2 separate regions of the Anas platyrhynchos genome follow, and region 1 is linked to region 2. The links are chromatin contacts, called in public Hi-C maps. All regions are on one chromosome and are shown on one strand. The core of a region is the stretch at or near the end of the contact, and the rest is flanking DNA. Distances in the headings are between cores, read along the strand shown. Region 1 overlaps HECW2 (HECT, C2 and WW domain containing E3 ubiquitin protein ligase 2). Region 2 overlaps HECW2 (HECT, C2 and WW domain containing E3 ubiquitin protein ligase 2).

What was found. A called contact is a pair of places that touch in the nucleus more often than the background predicts.
Region 1: a Hi-C map of small yellow follicle shows a contact between it and region 2, with 4 times the contacts expected there. The contact joins two enhancer-like sites. A contact is called at or near these places in 2 of 8 Hi-C or Micro-C datasets (F5 follicle and small yellow follicle).

What each region holds. Positions count from the first base shown.
Region 1 is chr7:38,278,685-38,283,069 of IASCAAS_PekinDuck_T2T, reverse strand. The region is part of intron 1 of HECW2 (HECT, C2 and WW domain containing E3 ubiquitin protein ligase 2); the gene reads left to right. Among named protein-coding and RNA genes, the nearest start is that of CCDC150, 25 kb to the left of the region's middle. Within about 2 kb of position 2,794, at least 2 of the 8 cell types and tissues checked have an H3K27ac peak or open chromatin away from gene starts, as enhancers often do. A contact at or near this core is called in small yellow follicle, where this site is marked.
Region 2 is chr7:38,209,391-38,213,761 of IASCAAS_PekinDuck_T2T, reverse strand. All of the region lies in intron 2 of HECW2 (HECT, C2 and WW domain containing E3 ubiquitin protein ligase 2), which reads left to right. Among named protein-coding and RNA genes, the nearest start is that of STK17B, 92 kb to the right of the region's middle. Within about 2 kb of position 1,536, at least 4 of the 8 cell types and tissues checked have an H3K27ac peak or open chromatin away from gene starts, as enhancers often do. A contact at or near this core is called in small yellow follicle, where this site is marked.

The DNA of each region.
Region 1 (4,385 bases), core at 1,545-4,044, 68 kb before region 2:
ATGCTTGGTGGTCTGAGCTATTTGCTTTGGGAGTGGGTAAGGAGTGGAGGGAGTTGTCGTGACATAATTAATATTTTGGGTTTTGTTCTTTGTATCAGCAGTGGAAATTATCTGGGAATTGTCTGGGAATTATTAGCCCTTGGTAATAAAGAAAAGAATGTTAAAATTGAACAGTGAAATATACAGCGGAATCGTTGAGCTGGTGGTTCTTGATGCTGGTGTACAACAAATCACAAAATGAGGAGGAAAACCGCAGAATTGTTCAGATAGTTTAGGTGATTTGGTTCCGATTTCTTATGGGGCATGCCTCTGTTCCTCTGAGAAGCTGCACAGGGACACACACAGTCTGATTTGCGGACTTCTAGTCATAAAAACTTTAATAACATTGTCAATATGCCTCTATGCCTTGTATTGACCACAGCAGAAAGATACGAGGTAACAACAATTAACATTTACATAATAAGCCCACCTAAATATTGCATGGAGGACAGTCAAATGTGTTCTCTTAAGTGCTACGATGGCCAGGATCCATTGGCTAGGATCCTCTTGAAAATCAGATTAAAAGTTTCTGTGCTTGACAAATACAATGTCATTAGTTTAAAAATTCCCTGAAGGCTGGTATTGTAATTAGATGAGCCTGAAGCTTACAGCAGTAAAATTCATTTTCCTCCAGGAATGACAAACAGCATCTTTTTTAAAAAGAAAAAATAAAATACATTGACTGATCCTTGTCAGAGCGAGTAACCACGGTAGGAAAGAAGAGTTTGCCAGGAATAAATGCGACAGCTGAAGCCACAGCTCCTTACAGTCAGCGGGGTGGCCCAGCCGCAGGATGGTGGGAAGCAGCAAGATCTGCAAGAGTCCTGCTGAAAGAGTACTGACAAGTGATCATTCATGAGGTGCCGAAGTGGGGATGCATGTTACAGGTGCTGAGTATTCGCAAAAATAGCCACAAAAAAATTACAGAACCAGCAACTCATTTTGGATCTTGTTTGTCACAAAAACGTCCTCCCATCTTTGGGTGATTCTTTGTTCTTTCAAAGAGTGTGAAATTCGTAGTTCTAGGCTACAGCATTCTGGCTTCAAAAGCTGTGCTTGTGAAGCTGTGTATTCTCTTTAGTTAAGATGTATTTTAAAGCCAGCTATTCGGCTCAGTAGGTTGTGTTAATTTGCTGCAGCATTACTGGTTTGAATCTTTGAAGCTGGTACTTTGAGAAAGTAGTGATTCTCTCATACGAAACAGGAGTAGAGACTGTGAACTCATCTCTTTAAAATGCAACCACAGCTACATAAAAACGTCACCTATGTTTCTTCGCTTACTGCTCTAATAAAGACACCTACATTGACTAAATGAACGTAGATATTGTTATCAAGGACGTAATTCCTCAAATATTTGTATTGCATAGGAAAATTACAAACCTGACTGTGGTGGGCTCTCTGAGACTGTTGAAACTTTGGTTGGGGTGAGCAGGGCTGTCGAGGTACCTGCTGTCCAGCCGCTTGAAAGTAGCATGGATCAGACAGATCAGTGTTTTGTGAGAAGAGCATTTATCATGTATGCCACGTGGCTTCAGCATCTGTTCCCTGGCTTGTTCTGTGTACAAGTAGAGGTACAGCCCTAAAGGCAAGGCTCTATGTTTTGGGGTTAGAAAAGGCACCAATTCCGTTCTTGTTTCCAAGAGAGGAAAAAACAAACAAACAAAAAAACCCCAAAACCACTCTCCTCTTGATGAGAAAACAAAACTTAAGAAGATTTATTGCCTATTGTTGTTTCAAGTGTATGTGTCCATAAATATGTACAGATATACACCTTGTTTCATAAAATATCTGGCTTCACGTTGCAAGTAACGTCATGTTGAGTAATGTCCAGATCATTGCAAAAATGCTGTGAGGATCTAAGTATGTGTAGAAAAGTATCAGAACTAGAATAAATGCCAGAGTTCATTGTTGTTTTCAACTATGTTTTTGACACAGATGCTTGCCTGATAATCTCTGTGTGAAGTTATGGCATCCTTCTGTTTTTCTAAAATGGTTTCACTGTTTGTTTTGGAAGATTTTTTTGGTTTTATGTTATTTTCTTTTTTGTTTGTTTGTTTTTGTTTTATTACTGATATTAATAGAAACTGCAGGCAGGGACATAGACTTAAGTACTGGATTTCTAGCAAAGGCAAATTAATAAGGTTTTGGTTTAGATGTACTCCTGAAAGCTTTTTTTTTTTTTTTAATTGTCTGTATTGCACTTGTTATGTTTGCCTCATCGTGATCACCAACTGAAACCACCAGCTGCCAAGGCTTTAAGAACATGAAGTCAGGAGATTTGTAGCTCTTCTATGGCTTGCTGTACACTTTTCTCAGTTTACAAAGTTTGAGGTATTGTAGACACAAGTACGTTCAGTGCCTCTTGATATAAGCTTTATCAGTCTTCAGTTAGCCGTAAAGAGACAGTCCTTGCATCTTTAAGGAAAAAAAAGGCTGACAAGTTTTGTTTCTTGTTTCTGAGGATAAATGTATTTCTATTACATTTGCTGATTATAAATGTATGGGGTAAATAAAATCAGTGTAAGGAGGACTAATATATGTATGTAATTTTATTACTTTAATGGGAGAAGTACCTCATGTTGGCAAGAATGAATCTCCTGTTTCACGGCTTTTTATCTTACTGTAAATGTGTGATTAGTGTTTATTTATATTTTTTTTTATTCAGTACTGAAGTCCATTTTGGCTCTGCTCTTAAAAGAAAAGATAAGCCACAGGTCTCATGCCTTTCACTGTGTCTCCTTTCCAAGGTTTGTGGTGTTACTGTTACCAAATAAGTCTTTTTCTTTCCAATGTTTTGATAAAAATCCACCCAAACAGAAGAGGAGACTGCTGTGAGGGAAAAAAAACAAAACAACACAAGAATGAACACTTAAACTCTCAAGTACTCAGCCTGGAAATATAGAAGTACTTTTCCTCAAATCTTTCTGCTCTGTAATCTTCAGTTTTATCTGAGGCTCTCATACACTCACACATTTCTGACAGATTAACATCATTTTCTAAATTCATGACATCCCTTTTGTAATGCCTAAGACAATGTTGGCTATCTGTATATTTGACAAAGACTTTCTTTACTAAAATATGCATTGATTAACAATGTGTGAAACAACATAATGGAAATAATCTTCCTAAGTACAGATGACAAAGAGTTCAACCCTTTAAATACTTCAGATACAGGAGAATCCTGGAAGAAGAAATATTTCCAAGCTTCATTTCTGAATGTAAAATGTGTTGATTTAGTGTCTTTGCTGATTGTATAGCATTTGGCTAACAAAAAGCATAGTGAAAGAGTAAAGGGTTTAACGTTCTACTGAGTATGCTTTGTGGCTGGTGACACAGGCTGTAACCCAGCTTGTCAAGTAATTATTTTGCTCTGAGTCCACAACTCTAACAGAAATTGATGAATGCTCACTCATGTAAGTAGCCCTATGAAAAATCAATGTCATAATCTCTCCTTGTTAGTACGGAAACAGGTGTGAAATCACTCCCTGCCCCTGCAGTCTTAATAGTGGGGACAGGGAGATGGCATCCCAAAACTATCCCACGGGTTCTGGTTGTGCACCTTCCTGCTGTCGTGGATGACTTATCTCTTTGTTCCTCCTCTGTACGTTGTAAGTGTAACCCTGATTCATTATGGAAGCTGCTAATGACATCTTTCAGACTGACTCCCTAAGTCCAATACAAGTTGTTGAAGCCTCGGAATGGTGTCTTCTAAGGAAGGAGAAAAAATTGAAGCCTTGCATCGTGTGGAAAAGAAATGAATCTTCTCCGCTGAGTGCTGCACTGAACGATTTGGATAGCTGGTCTTGTAACACTACTGTTATTTTTCTGAAAGTTTCCCAACTTAATGAGGTTTACTGAAAAAGGAAACAGTTGTAAGCCTGATTACAGCTCATGTAAATGGGCCTAATTCTTAATTGGGCTACTCTGATTTATACTCCTTAAAACAGGTCAATTACAATTTAAATTAAGTGGATTAAAAGAATATAGTCCACTTTGATAAATGGATCTGATCAGTTTTTCCTTCAACCTGTGCAATATGCTGAGAAACCTGTTTTAAAATACTGTGGGATGCAGTTTACTACATAAAAATAGCAAAAATATTGGGTGACATGTTCACATTTGATGTATATAAGGAAAAAAGCTTTCTAGTGTGAATATTTTACTTTCCAGCTTTCCTATGAAATAGGCTCTTCAGTGGGTATGGGTATGGCTGCATGTACATCACCTTTGCAAGACATTAGATAGCTTATTATTAGATAGCTTAGTTTAACTGGAGTTGATTTCACCTATTTCACCTTCTGGCCAAAACTGAACGTGTAATACTGCCAGCTATTTTTTTTTTCGTG
Region 2 (4,371 bases), core at 287-2,786:
TGCTTGTGCTGTGTAAAGTAGTACAGTGCAATAAATGTCAATAATGCAATGCATTTGCTTTGCAGGCAGTCACGGAGCGTGCCACTCAAGAGGGTGCAAGTAGAGGCTTTCCCCTTTTTAACCACAGAGCAGAGCAGCAAGGGGATGGATATGAATCTTTCTCCCGGTGTGCAAGGGAACAAATTGCTGTGGCACCCTGAGAAACAGCCACCTCCCAGCTTGTTTGACTCGGGGTCCCGATATTAAATACCTGTCTACAAGTGTAGTGACGGTACCTGTACATAGGCTGGAGTTCAGAAATGCCACCCAGCATTCCCTTCCTGGACTGAGGCCAGAGCCGGCCACACACTCCAGTCTGTTCTTGAGGTCATGCCCTTGCCTGGAAAGAAGAGCCCAGAGGGCTGCTTTTTTTCATGTGCGAGGCTAGAAGATACACGACAGTCTGGGAACTTTGTTCCTCTCACCTTTTTAGGGGCTTGCTCTGTTGGTATGCAAGAGAGAACGGTTTCCAGCCACCTCATCTTACGTTTCCAGCAATGGTTTGAATTTTTCTTGCAGTAGTCAAATTCTGATGTTCTTTCCCCTCGTGCCTCTGGAAAGTACAATTCCTAGAGGTGCTTATGGAAACAAAATGTTACAGCAGCTTTCAGTTCCTTGTTAGCAAAAAGTCTGTCGTACTTTCTGTGACTGGAAGTATTTGTTGGAAATTTGTCAAGCTGAGGAGGAATAAGTAGTCCTGTAAGTGTTGTTTTTCTTCCTTTTTATTATTTTTTTTTTATTTTTTTTTATTTTTTCCCTCCGGTTTTCACTAGGAAAAAGTAAAATTTGCCTTGAGAGGTTTCACACCATACTCCACAAGCATGCAGTTCCTCATTGTGTGCTGGGAAGGACATGGGCTGCAGGCTGTGGACCAGGTCTGGGCATCTGCTGCAATACTTGAACCCTACTTGCAAACCAGCCTCCAAGCACCCCGCTTGTCTGTGTGGTACTGGGACTGCTTTAGCATGGTTTGGGTCCTTGCCATGATTTTAAGGGTTTTTAAGTCCGTTTCTGGTGTCCGCCAGGAAGCTCAGAGCATCTACTGACCTTCACAAGGAGGGGCAGGGATGGCAGCACTCGGCCCCGTGCTTCTCCTCCTGCTGAGGCGTGCACTGTGGGCACTTACCCTGGGCTAACGGCAGCTTCACCCCAGCTAAACGTCCCAGAGCGGTCTGCTCTACTCTGAAACACCTGGATTTGTAGGGGAGGCCTGTGGGCGGGTGAAATATGGGGTAAACAAAGGCCAGCACTTCCAGTGGGCTCTCGCTGCACTTGTCACTGTGTCGGCCTTGCGGTTGTTTCTAGGGTTTAAAATCCTCCTGTGTACACCAGCCTGCTCCCCGTTGCGTGGGCCGTGGGCTGTGTTTTGGTATCCTCCCATGGAACAGGCAAGGAAGGAAGTGCAGGGAGGATGGGGCTTTTGCATCCTGTACCCTTCAGAGGGGAGTGGCCACAAACAGATTAGTTTGAAGGACATAATACTTCATATGTTTTAACATGGGCTGTTTGGACACAGATAAAAACCTTGGGTAAAGGAGAAGAGGCAGACAGTTGTGTGTTGCTGCTAGAAACTGTCTGGGAGTTCGAGGACATCCTTCTGAAATCCTTTCCTTAAAATGACAGGAGGAAGAGAGAACGGAGAAGCAGCTCGAGAAGCAGTGACTCTGCAGCAGTGTTAATGCAGAGCTAAAGCTTCCAAAGTTGAGCTACACAGCCTGGCTCTGGAAGGCAACTTCTGCAGAAAATACTGTTTGTGGCTGGGAGCAGGGATGCTACTTTCAGGATCCATCCTGTAAACACTGATTTTTTTTCTTAATTCTCCAGTTTGTTAATTGGACTCAAATGGAGGCATGCAGTTTAGGATCCACAGATACCCTTTGGAACGGCCAGGTAAGGCTCGATGGTGCCACAAAGTATTGCTCTCGTTTCAGCGTTGTGCTGCCCACACTGGTGCTACCTTCTGGGAAAAATACTCCGGTTCTACTAGAAAGCCCCCAAACTGTTTCTAGACTGATATTGGGAATTATGTGAATATCCCAGGCTGTATGCTGCATGCAGTGAGTTAACAGTTGGTTGCAGAGCAGTAGGTGATACGTGGTGTATTTTAAATGGGTTGCTATAATGCGATTTATTCTAATACTTGTTTTCAATGAACACTCTGCCTGCAAGTGCTAATTTGCTTACCGGCTTTCCAGAAGAGGAACGAGGCCTCAGGGAATGAAAGTTGTCTTCTCCATTAAATGTGTCCTGACGCAGTTTTGTATTGCTTTTAAGCATATTTTGGAGAAAAGGAGGAAATTAAACTATTTCATTTTTTTTCATTGAACACTGTGCTACTTCTACAATGATTACCCGCAGGTTATTATTGCTAATTTTTTGTATTTGTAGGATTAAAATGAGGGTACAAAGACAAAATACCGCACAAAATTTAGTGTTAGAAACTTGTGTCATCAGTTGCTCAAAATGCACAGTTGGTACTCTCAGTCATGTTCTTGCTAATTTTACATTTTTGGTGCTGGTCTCTTTTATTGCTTGGAACCCTTTCCTCACAACATCAAGCGGGGGGCACTTACTGGCAGCAGGGCTGGGATTTTGGAAGCCATGCAGTAGAATGCCTGTACAGCAGACTTCTGTTCTACACTGCAAATGCCATCCTAAAAACGTCCTGATGCTTGACTCAAAATTAAGTTCAGGATTATCTTCCAATGCAGCTGTTAACTTACAACCCTGTAAGTCTTAAAGACTAAGATAAACGATAACATAAAATGGACAGAGGATGATACTAAACAGTATGCTTATGAGAGAAACTGGTATCAAATCAGAGAATCTCAGCTTGAGGCAAACCTATACTTAGCCTTGCCATCTACCAGCCTTCCAGCTCCTCTGATGTACACTGTAAGAGAACACCTGATGAAAGAAATAATGTTTAGAACAATGCTTTGTGAGTGTCCCTGGGCTGGGAATACACACACCCCTTGGTAACGCATCATCTTCAGTGCCCAGGAATTTATTAAAGTTAACCCAAAATGCTACGGGGTCAGCGTTCTGACAATCTGAACTTAATTTAAGTTTTAAAATTAAGAATAAACAATACAAGCTCTTAAAAAGATTTTGCATAGAACTTCTTCCAGGAAGGGATGAAAAAACAGAGATTAGGAGGTAAATCCCAGGATAACAGAATTATGTGGGGATACAATGCTGTTACCAACATGATTGATCTTTTCTGAGCTCAGCTGCATGGATTTTCAAGAGCTGTGAATTAGAAAAATCCATATACGGCAGCGAAAGATGAAAATTATAAAATTGTATGTAATTAAATCCATTCAGTGACATTCTGAATCTCTTTAGCAGCACCTTCTCTCTGAGCTCTGTGTTCAAGCATCTATAAATAAGTTATTTGATTGCAGTAGGGAACTTCAGCATTTTTTTCCTATGCAATAAATCCACGATATTTTATTATTAGGAGTTTGTAACTTCTTTAACGCTTTTGATTTTTAAGAGTAAAAATCCTTTGTGTTCCTGGAGATGAGCCTGTTCTCACACAGCCTAACACTAGAGACCACAGAAGGTGGGACCAGAAGATGAGCATTGGTTTGCACGTGAGCAGTCTGTGCACTGGGAATATCAGGCTGCCTTCGGTAACAACCAGTAGCAGTTCTTGCTTTTAACTTGTTTTGTTGTCTAAGACTATATCTGTTTTTGTTTTTTTTTTTGGTGGGTTGAAACCTGGCTGAACTGCTGCCTTTGATGTGTTGTGATCAGTTGTGAGCTGGTCCTTCCCCTCCGCTCTGCACTGGTAAGACCGCATCCCAGTGCACTGGGCTGCAGTACAGAGGATGCATGGATGCACTGGAGCTTCTGGTGGCTCTTACTCTTGTACAAGTGCTGTTTTATTGTGCAAACTCGTTGGTAAAAATGATGCTGCCATCTTTCATGCAGCTGCCCATACGTTTACTCAGTACTTGCGTATTGCCTTGCACATGAGATAGCTGTGCCGGGCTGACAGCTGGCAGGGGGAGCTGCCTCCCCTGCACAGCCACGGTAGGGCTGGGGACACGGGGACAGACGAACTGCTGACACGGAGGGCACAAGCTGGAGACGTTGCATGTGCCTGATTCACCTTGAAGGGTTTTGTAATGATGGCAAAGCCTGAAAGAGAAAACATTACTCTGAACAGGTTTGCTTCACAGCGATTTCAAAGAGCACTGGGCAGTGTAGAGTCTGTACAGGGATATTTATTACAACCTGCCTCTTATTGCAGAGCGACATACGTTCTCACATGCCCTGATATGTGTGGGGCTTGCAGCACAGCGAGAATCAAGTTACTTTCTG